Regions from separate parts of the Zea mays genome. Here region 2 is linked to region 1. The links are chromatin contacts, called in public Hi-C maps. All regions are on one chromosome and are shown on one strand. The core of a region is the stretch at or near the end of the contact, and the rest is flanking DNA. Distances in the headings are between cores, read along the strand shown.

Region 1 (3,680 bases), core at 575-3,074:
GCAAGTCAAAAGCGGATGGTTTCGACCGCCGGTGACGGCGACGGTGACGGCGACGTGAGTGTGTGTGGCTGGTAATTCAATCAATGCGAATGCGATGGACGATGTGGACGCGAGGCTTATTAGCACTGCTGCACTGCGTACCTTCCTAGGCTGACGTCTTCGCCCAGCAGGAAGGAGGCGATGGCCATGGTGAAGACGAGGCTCAGCGGCATCGACATGGACAGGAACACGGGACCTCTCTTCTCGATCACCCAGATCTGCAGGTAGTACGAGATCGCCGCCACGACGACGCCCTGGAAACGAAGAGCGGCACCAGCACTCAGCGTACAATCAACAAGGCTGGCCTGGCCAACGGATCAAGACGCGTTCGGTTATACCGTGAAGAGCACGGATGCGAGGCTGACGGGGCCGGCGAGCTTCCACCGCGACAAGTCCCTCTCGAGGACAAGGGCGATGGCCAGCGACTGGACGCTCGCGAACGCGCACTGCAGCGTCGTGTTCAGGAGCTTGGAAGGGTACTCCAGCAGCAGGGGCCCCTGCTTCACCGTCCAGAGAGACCATATCACGACCGACGTTGTCATCAGGAAGATCCCCAGAGCCCACTCCCTGCTGGAATGGTGGACCTGCGCGGCGGCCGCGCCCGCGTGCTGCTTCAGCAGCTGCTGGTGGTTCGGCGACTTGAGCTGGGGGCCCTGGTACAGCGCCAGCACGATGACGCCGGCGACGCAGAGGAGTATCCCGCAGGCTTTGGCTATGCCATGGACGCTCCTGAGCTTCAGGGTCTCCATCCTGTCCATCGCAGACAAACGAACGACGAGCGTCAGTCAGTAGCTGGCTAGCTGCTGCTACTACTGAAACGGCTAGCTACCACAAGACACGAGTAATGCGACTAATCGATCATTAAGCTGGATCAGTGAGTGACCTGAACATGACGGCCAAGAGGAAGGCGACCACCGGCACGATGTTGAAGATAGCCGACGAAGAGGTGGCCGAAGCATATTTCAGGCCAATGCAGTACAGGTTGATCGTTCCAGCCATCCTGATCCAACGAACGCGAACCGCTCAGTGTTTCCAGCGACAAGAACAGAGACAATAATCTGCCTCGGCCAAAACTAGCTAGCGCGTGCTGAAAATTCGCCAACATACATACCCGTAGAAGCCGTGAGCAAAGATCTTCATGCAGAGCCTCAAGTTCAGAGGTGGCGCCGGTCGCTTCCTGCAACAGCAGAGAACACCAGATGAGCTGAGCTGCTACTATCTTACTCTTACCATTCGCGGCGACTTGACAGAGAGCAACGCACACATGCGTATACAGATTTACTGTTTGCCAGTAGATTAATTAATCGATTATATAGTGGAGCTGGCTCCTATGACTTGCTCGCTAGCTTCGTCGTCCTTGCATGCATGAGCATGGCCGAAGATAAACGGGTACCTACCTGATCTCAAGGAAGGCGAAAGGCAGCAGGAAGACGGCCGCGACGGCGTGCCGGTAGAAGACGAAGACGGTGGTGCTCGTGCCTTCGTTGAAGGCCGCCTTGGTGAGGATGTGCATCCCCGCGTAGATGAGCCTGATGAGCACCACCGTGGCGTACACCTTGCCGTTGCCGCTACCCATGGAGGCTACCCACTACACAGTACAGGACAAGGATCGGTGGCGCATCAACACTGCCGCTGTGCCTGCCCCAGAGCTCACTTAGCGCCGCTATATATACGCGAGGACGGCGACGAGCCAGCCAGGTTCGTTTGTGTGAATTGCCAGGACTGCATAAAGAGAGTATAAAGTGACATGGAAGAGCGGGGGCTGAAAGTTCTCTGCATGTTCATGCATGCGTTCCGGACAACAGAAATATCAAGCAGCACAGTGATCGAGATTTATAGAGGCATTTCTTTTTCTCCCTTAAAAGATACCAAGTTTTTTTTTTGCTCTGTTGTTTGCTGCTGCAAAATTTAGCATTACAAGATATATATCTGCTTTCGAGACGATGGACAGCATTAGTTCTTTTCTTTCTTAATCAAAAAAAGAAGGATGGATCTTAATTGCCCAAGTGGTCATGATGCTTATACTACAAAACATTCAGTAGTGCGGCTGGCCACAGACGAATAATAACCCAGCTGCCACTAGAATAAGTAGAACACAAGTTTGTTGGATAAAAAGCCTCCTAATTTGTGGCATGCATGGGTTTGTTTATGGAAAAGGTGTTCATGGGAGAAGCTTCCCTGAACTCCTGGCATGGTTTACTTTTTATAAGAAAGGTAATCACGTGCTCTGCCGTCAAATTGATTAAGGTTTTGCGATGACTGATGTTTTTTATATCAACCAGAAGTCTTCATTAAGAAGACATTTTTCTAGCGCCTACAAGTAATGAAAAAAAAGAATGAACCCCATCCAAGGAAAGAGAATATCAAAGGTAACAGCTACCTTTCCTTAAAGGGGACATATCTTGTGCACATGGAAGATTGATGCACATGGTGCACATATTAAATCATCACCACTCATTTTAGATCTAACGTCTCTAGTTGATCATTCAATTTACAAATAACACCTTCCACCACTACACACCACCACATTGGAGGTGTTCTCAGCAAAATATACCAAATAACTAGAGACGTTAGATCTAAAATGAGTGGTGATGATTTAATATGTGCACCATGTGCACCAATCTTTCATGTGCATTAGATATGTTCTCTTCCTTAAAAAAAGATGGAATATCTCTTTGACAGATAATAATTTTCTCGGAGGCGAAATTGAAGGATCAAAGGATATTTCATTACCTTGGCAATTGTAAGATGCCTCCAAGGAAATATACATGTATAATTCTTGAGTCCTAACTCATCAAACCCCCAAGATAATGACATATTTACTTGCATGCTATTGAGAACCGCCAAAGCAGTTTTATATTTTAACGAGTTATTATAAGAGCATCTCCAAGAGACTAGCTAAATAGTTTGTCAAGCTAAATTTTAGCTATTTAATAACGAAATAGCTCTCCAACAGACTAGCCATTTAAATTGCCAAATTATCCGGCTCTCTAAATTGACTCTCTTACTAGCCAAATTTGGCTAGCAACTTTCGCTAGCCAAGCTAAATTACATGTTCGAGAATATGTTGGAATGAGATGTTATATATATATAGTTTAATTTTTATGAAGAGACAAATACAGAGTAAAATATAGAGTCAAAAGTAAAAAGTATCTTGGAGATGCTCTAAATCACCAAAGTAAATCAACATTTTTCTTAGCTATTATTCCATACTTCCAAGAAAATGTATAGGTATAATTGGAAACCACCAAGACATTCCTAAATCCTTGAGTAAATTGTTGTGCTTGTGCATGTCAAGAAAAAAATGTTAATTTTTCTAGTCATTTCTCTTAACCACCAATACAATCGACACAATGTTGTTTTGTTGGTTAGACTGGCCCTAACGGGGAGAGAAAATATGAGGCAAATAGCTCGAATGTGCCATGCTACAGTGCTGCGTGGCAATGCAAAATGAAAGCGCATCTAACGGAGAGATATATATGGGCACACATTAGGAAAAAAGACAGTGTATTAAATGCTTATGAACAACGCGTCCATGGCTTCGGTGTGCCGTGTGCGGTCGTGCATGATGCATAGAGAAGAGAGGGTATGTAGGATATGCATTTTTTTGGCTCTCCTCGGTCGGGCATGTAAAATGCATC
Region 2 (4,007 bases), core at 1,014-3,513, 290 kb after region 1:
TTATTTCCCATCGCTATGAGCCCATCTCCACTAGCTATACTGCCCCGATCTCGCTACGACGTGCCGTCCTCCCTTCTATTTCTATGGATGTGGCGCTGTCGTGCGAACATCGCCACTCCCCAGCGTCCCTCCCTTATTACCGACCGCTCTGTCGTGCAGGCTCACGCTCTTCCCCTGTCATGAATCTAGGAATCTGGCAAGCGGAAGCAGAATGTGGCAAAAATATAACTAAAAACAAGACACGGAAGTTCTGTTTTGTGGATGTTCTAGGCAATTAAAGAAAGTTTTCCTTTTTCTTATTTATTTTACTCTAGTTGTTTTTTTATGTTTTCCTTTTTTTGTTTTATATTCATTTTTTTACTTTCACTTATTTACATTGGACATACGAAACACAAGAATGCCATCGGAATTTGATTTCTAAACTTGGTTTGGAAAATACATCTTTTTAAACTTTCAAACGCTTTTGTATATGGATGACATGCATATACTTTTAGCCTGCAAAATTCTCATTCTCACGTGATTACCGGAGAACCCAGTGAGCGTAGCCACCTGCCTGCCTGCGAGATGGCCACGCGCGACCTGGCCATGCGCAAGCTGCCGTGTAGCCCGACATGGGCCCAAGCGCTTGCATTTGCGAGCTGCTGACAATTTGGTGGTCGGTGCATTGCTGCGTGCCACCCTGGTCGGCGCATATGAGGTCCTGCATAGGATCGTACCGGAATAATGAGGCCCAATAGAGTCCAACAGCCTCTTTAGTGCCACATCACCGACACCAGACCATTACACTCGGGTTTGTGGACTTCGCAGTATGTTATTACACTCATAAATCATAGACATAATCCTATCGGTCATAGACATAATAATAAAGAGCTAAAACTAAGAGCCCCTTTGGTAGGACTTATTTTTCAGCTTCGGCTCTGGCTCATGCAAAAATTGTGTTAAACACCTCTTTTTCAAATGGCTTCACCAGTGAAGTGCTTTTCCAAAATGAACTAGAGGGCATGAGCCAAAAAAAGTGGCTCACCCGGCTTCAGCTCACGTCATTTTTGCACAATAGCCCTCCCACCAGTCCAAATTTTTTTTGTCCTGCCCTCAATCCCTAGCCACGTACATGAGAGATAAACTATACAAGGGTCTTTCTGAAAAACAACCTATAAACCGTTTTGCCAAATGATTTTTCAGAATGATTTTGGCTCATCTAAAGAAGTGGTTTCACCTCGTGAGCCAGAGTCAAAGCCGTTTTTGGAGAAGCCAGAGCGCTGCCAAAGAGGCCCTAAGAGTCGCAAAATAGCAAATTTCTTCGCTGAAGGGTGACATATGGGGCCCACGCGCCACACGTTCATGTGGCGATTCGAGGATCAGGCAAGAACAGATACTTGCATTCTTTTCGTCACAGGAAAGTGAAATGAATAAACAACACGGCCGCCTCACCCTCTTGAATGACCGGAACACCACCGAGAGAGAGAGAGGAGCCCGCGCATTCTTCCATCCGTTCGCAGTACAGACGGCAATGGATACTCAATATCCGAAACCTGATAGGTTTTACCAATTAGAATAAGTTTAGGTCAATTTTTATATTCATAAGTTTGTTAATAGACATAAATCTATACCTAATGGGTTTATAGATACGGGTTTGTTCTTATAGTATTCAAACCTGTGAACTTGTGAGTTTTTTAAACTCGACCAAACCTAGTACATATTGTCATTTTATTTTATAAACGAACAACAAACTTGTTATCTCTCTACTTACTTCCTAATTTTTATCAAAATAGTGAATGTATAAGTAGTTTGTGAGAGTATTGCTTGCTTGCTATTATAGTTTATACTAGCATTATATAGGTGGTGGATGGATAACTTAGTGTAAAGTCACTTAATTATATAACTTATTATTTGTATTTCATTCTCTCCATTAATAATTTTATACCAAATTATGAACTTGTTGTTCATCACATAAATTTTGGATCATGATCTCATTAATCATCACGTTACTTATTGATTATGAGAAGAACAAGTATATTGGAAATGAAACTCATGGGTAACCTGTGGGTACCCGCTAACCCGATGGGTACAGGTTTCGACAAAATTTCAAATCCTGTCATGAGTACAGATTTTTAATAGGTATAGATATTTTTTTACGGATATCCGTTACCGTCTCCAGTTGGCAGGGTATGTACTCATTACCATTGAATAAACATTAAGTTTCTTTAGTTAGTTGCTAAACCCGGCTGTTTGCTAGTTAATGGCTTCTAGTGCTGGCCGGCGTCGCCAAGATCATCCTTCCTTGCTCACTATACTAGTTTATTAATACTAGTTATCCTCGCCAGAACGGCCTTTCCAAAGTCCTATGAATACACCACTGTTTCTTTCTCCATCGGCTAGCTGTTCTTCGCACCCTGCACGAGAAACCCAAGGGAAGGCTCCTCCGTCTCTTTCTCCGAGGACCACAGGATGAACAATCTTCTCTCGGTATGTGCAGTTCGCTCTTGCAAGATTGTCTCTCCGTTTTTTTTTTGGGTTCTACGGAGTAGTTTTCATGCCGGGTATTTAGACGGATAACGAATGGCTTTTTTTTAAAACGAAGTGAAAACGAATGGCTTTTGTCATGTCGGAATATCTGTCTTTGAGGCCTGACTGAATTTCCTGTTGAGATAACCTGCAAATACCGAGATACTAAATTCAGTGCAAAATTTGCAGTGTCTGTCTTCATAATAATTTAGTAGCCAAATTCAGTGCAAAATTTGCTGTGGTTGTCTTCATGATAATTTAGTATAACGTGTTAGTTGGAAACTGCTGCGGGGTTCTGTTAATTCGATGACAGGATTCCTTTGAGAGGGATGAGAAGCCAGAAAGCGAGAGGGACATCGAGATGGGGAATCGAAATCCCAAGGACAACTCCGACTACGGTCTCAAAGACTTCTTTGAACAGGTTAGGTCTTCGATTTATAAAGAAAGCACACGTGCTGATCTGAAAGTTTTATCAGCTCTTCTTTTATGCAGTTTTATAGCAGTGGTAGTTACTAATCATGAAGACATAGCATTTGCTGTTTTTTTTCTTACGAGAAGTTCTTCTTTTTTCTCTCTCGCGGTTAGGTCAAGGAGATTGAGGTGCTGTTGGATAAGATGTCCAACATAGTTCACAAACTTCAGGTTATTACTGGACCCTTGACAACATGTTTTTTTTTCTGGGTTTCTGGTCGTATTAGTTTCGGACCCGTGTAACTAGACACAATTTATATTATATTTTGTGCAAATCTACACAGGAAGCTAATGAGGAATCCAAGTCAGTCACCAAGGCTTCTGCAATGAAAGGTGCAATGTGCAGCTTCACTTGCTGACACACAGACTGGTATCAGCATTCCTAAACTTAAAAACGCTCATCTGAAACAACTCGTCCTCCTCTTCCAGTGATAAAGGAGCGCATGGAGAAGGACATCGATGGAGTACTGAAGATCGCACGCAACGTGAAAGTGAAGCTGGAACAGATGGACAGAAACGTATGGACATTAAGCCTGACCATGTCTTCAGCGTGTGATTCACTTCACCCGATGCTCGCCAGAGCTCATTATTCTCCTCTTCGGTTTGCAGAATCTCGAGAACAGACAGAAGCCGGGGTGTGGGAAGGGCACCAGCGTAGACCGATCAAGGATGTCCATGACCATGTAAGATCCTCTTGCATTTATTATGCCAATGCAAAAGTAATCCAACAAAACGTCAACTTCGATTGCAGTGCATTGAAGAAGAAGCTGAAAGAAAGGATGAACGATTTCCAGGTGCAAATGACCTTGCTCTCTCCACCTTCTTTGTCCAAGAAAATTAAAGACTTGGAATCACATTGTTCACCATTCATTGCAGAATCTAAGACAAACTATACAAGAGGAGTACCGAGAAGTTGTAGAGAGGAGGATCTTCACAGGTATGTAAAACTTTTTTTTATCCGTCATTTCAGTTTGAGTTATCCTGTTGGCTGAATATTTACAAGCCTTAATCTTGAACCGGAACAGTCACGG

The links. A called contact is a pair of places that touch in the nucleus more often than the background predicts.
Region 2: a contact with region 1 is called in a Hi-C map of leaf, with 5 times the contacts expected there. The contact joins the promoter of LOC103633246 here to the promoter of LOC103633243 in region 1. A contact is called at or near these places in 5 of 25 Hi-C or Micro-C datasets (bundle sheath, leaf and tassel).

What each region holds. Positions count from the first base shown.
Region 1 is chr7:162,847,112-162,850,791 of Zm-B73-REFERENCE-NAM-5.0, forward strand. LOC103633243 (WAT1-related protein At5g64700) reads right to left here and starts at 1,825. Exons shown (of 6, transcript XM_008654940.4): 1 at 1,437-1,825; 2 at 1,151-1,216; 3 at 923-1,039; 4 at 378-789; 5 at 142-293. The coding sequence starts at 1,615.
Region 2 is chr7:163,136,521-163,140,527 of Zm-B73-REFERENCE-NAM-5.0, forward strand. It overlaps LOC103633246 (putative syntaxin-131), which reads left to right and starts at 2,264. Exons shown (of 13, transcript XM_008654942.3): 1 at 2,264-2,466; 2 at 2,819-2,926; 3 at 3,091-3,147; 4 at 3,261-3,309; 5 at 3,406-3,494; 6 at 3,586-3,659; 7 at 3,728-3,770; 8 at 3,853-3,913; 9 at 4,002-4,007. The coding sequence starts at 2,449.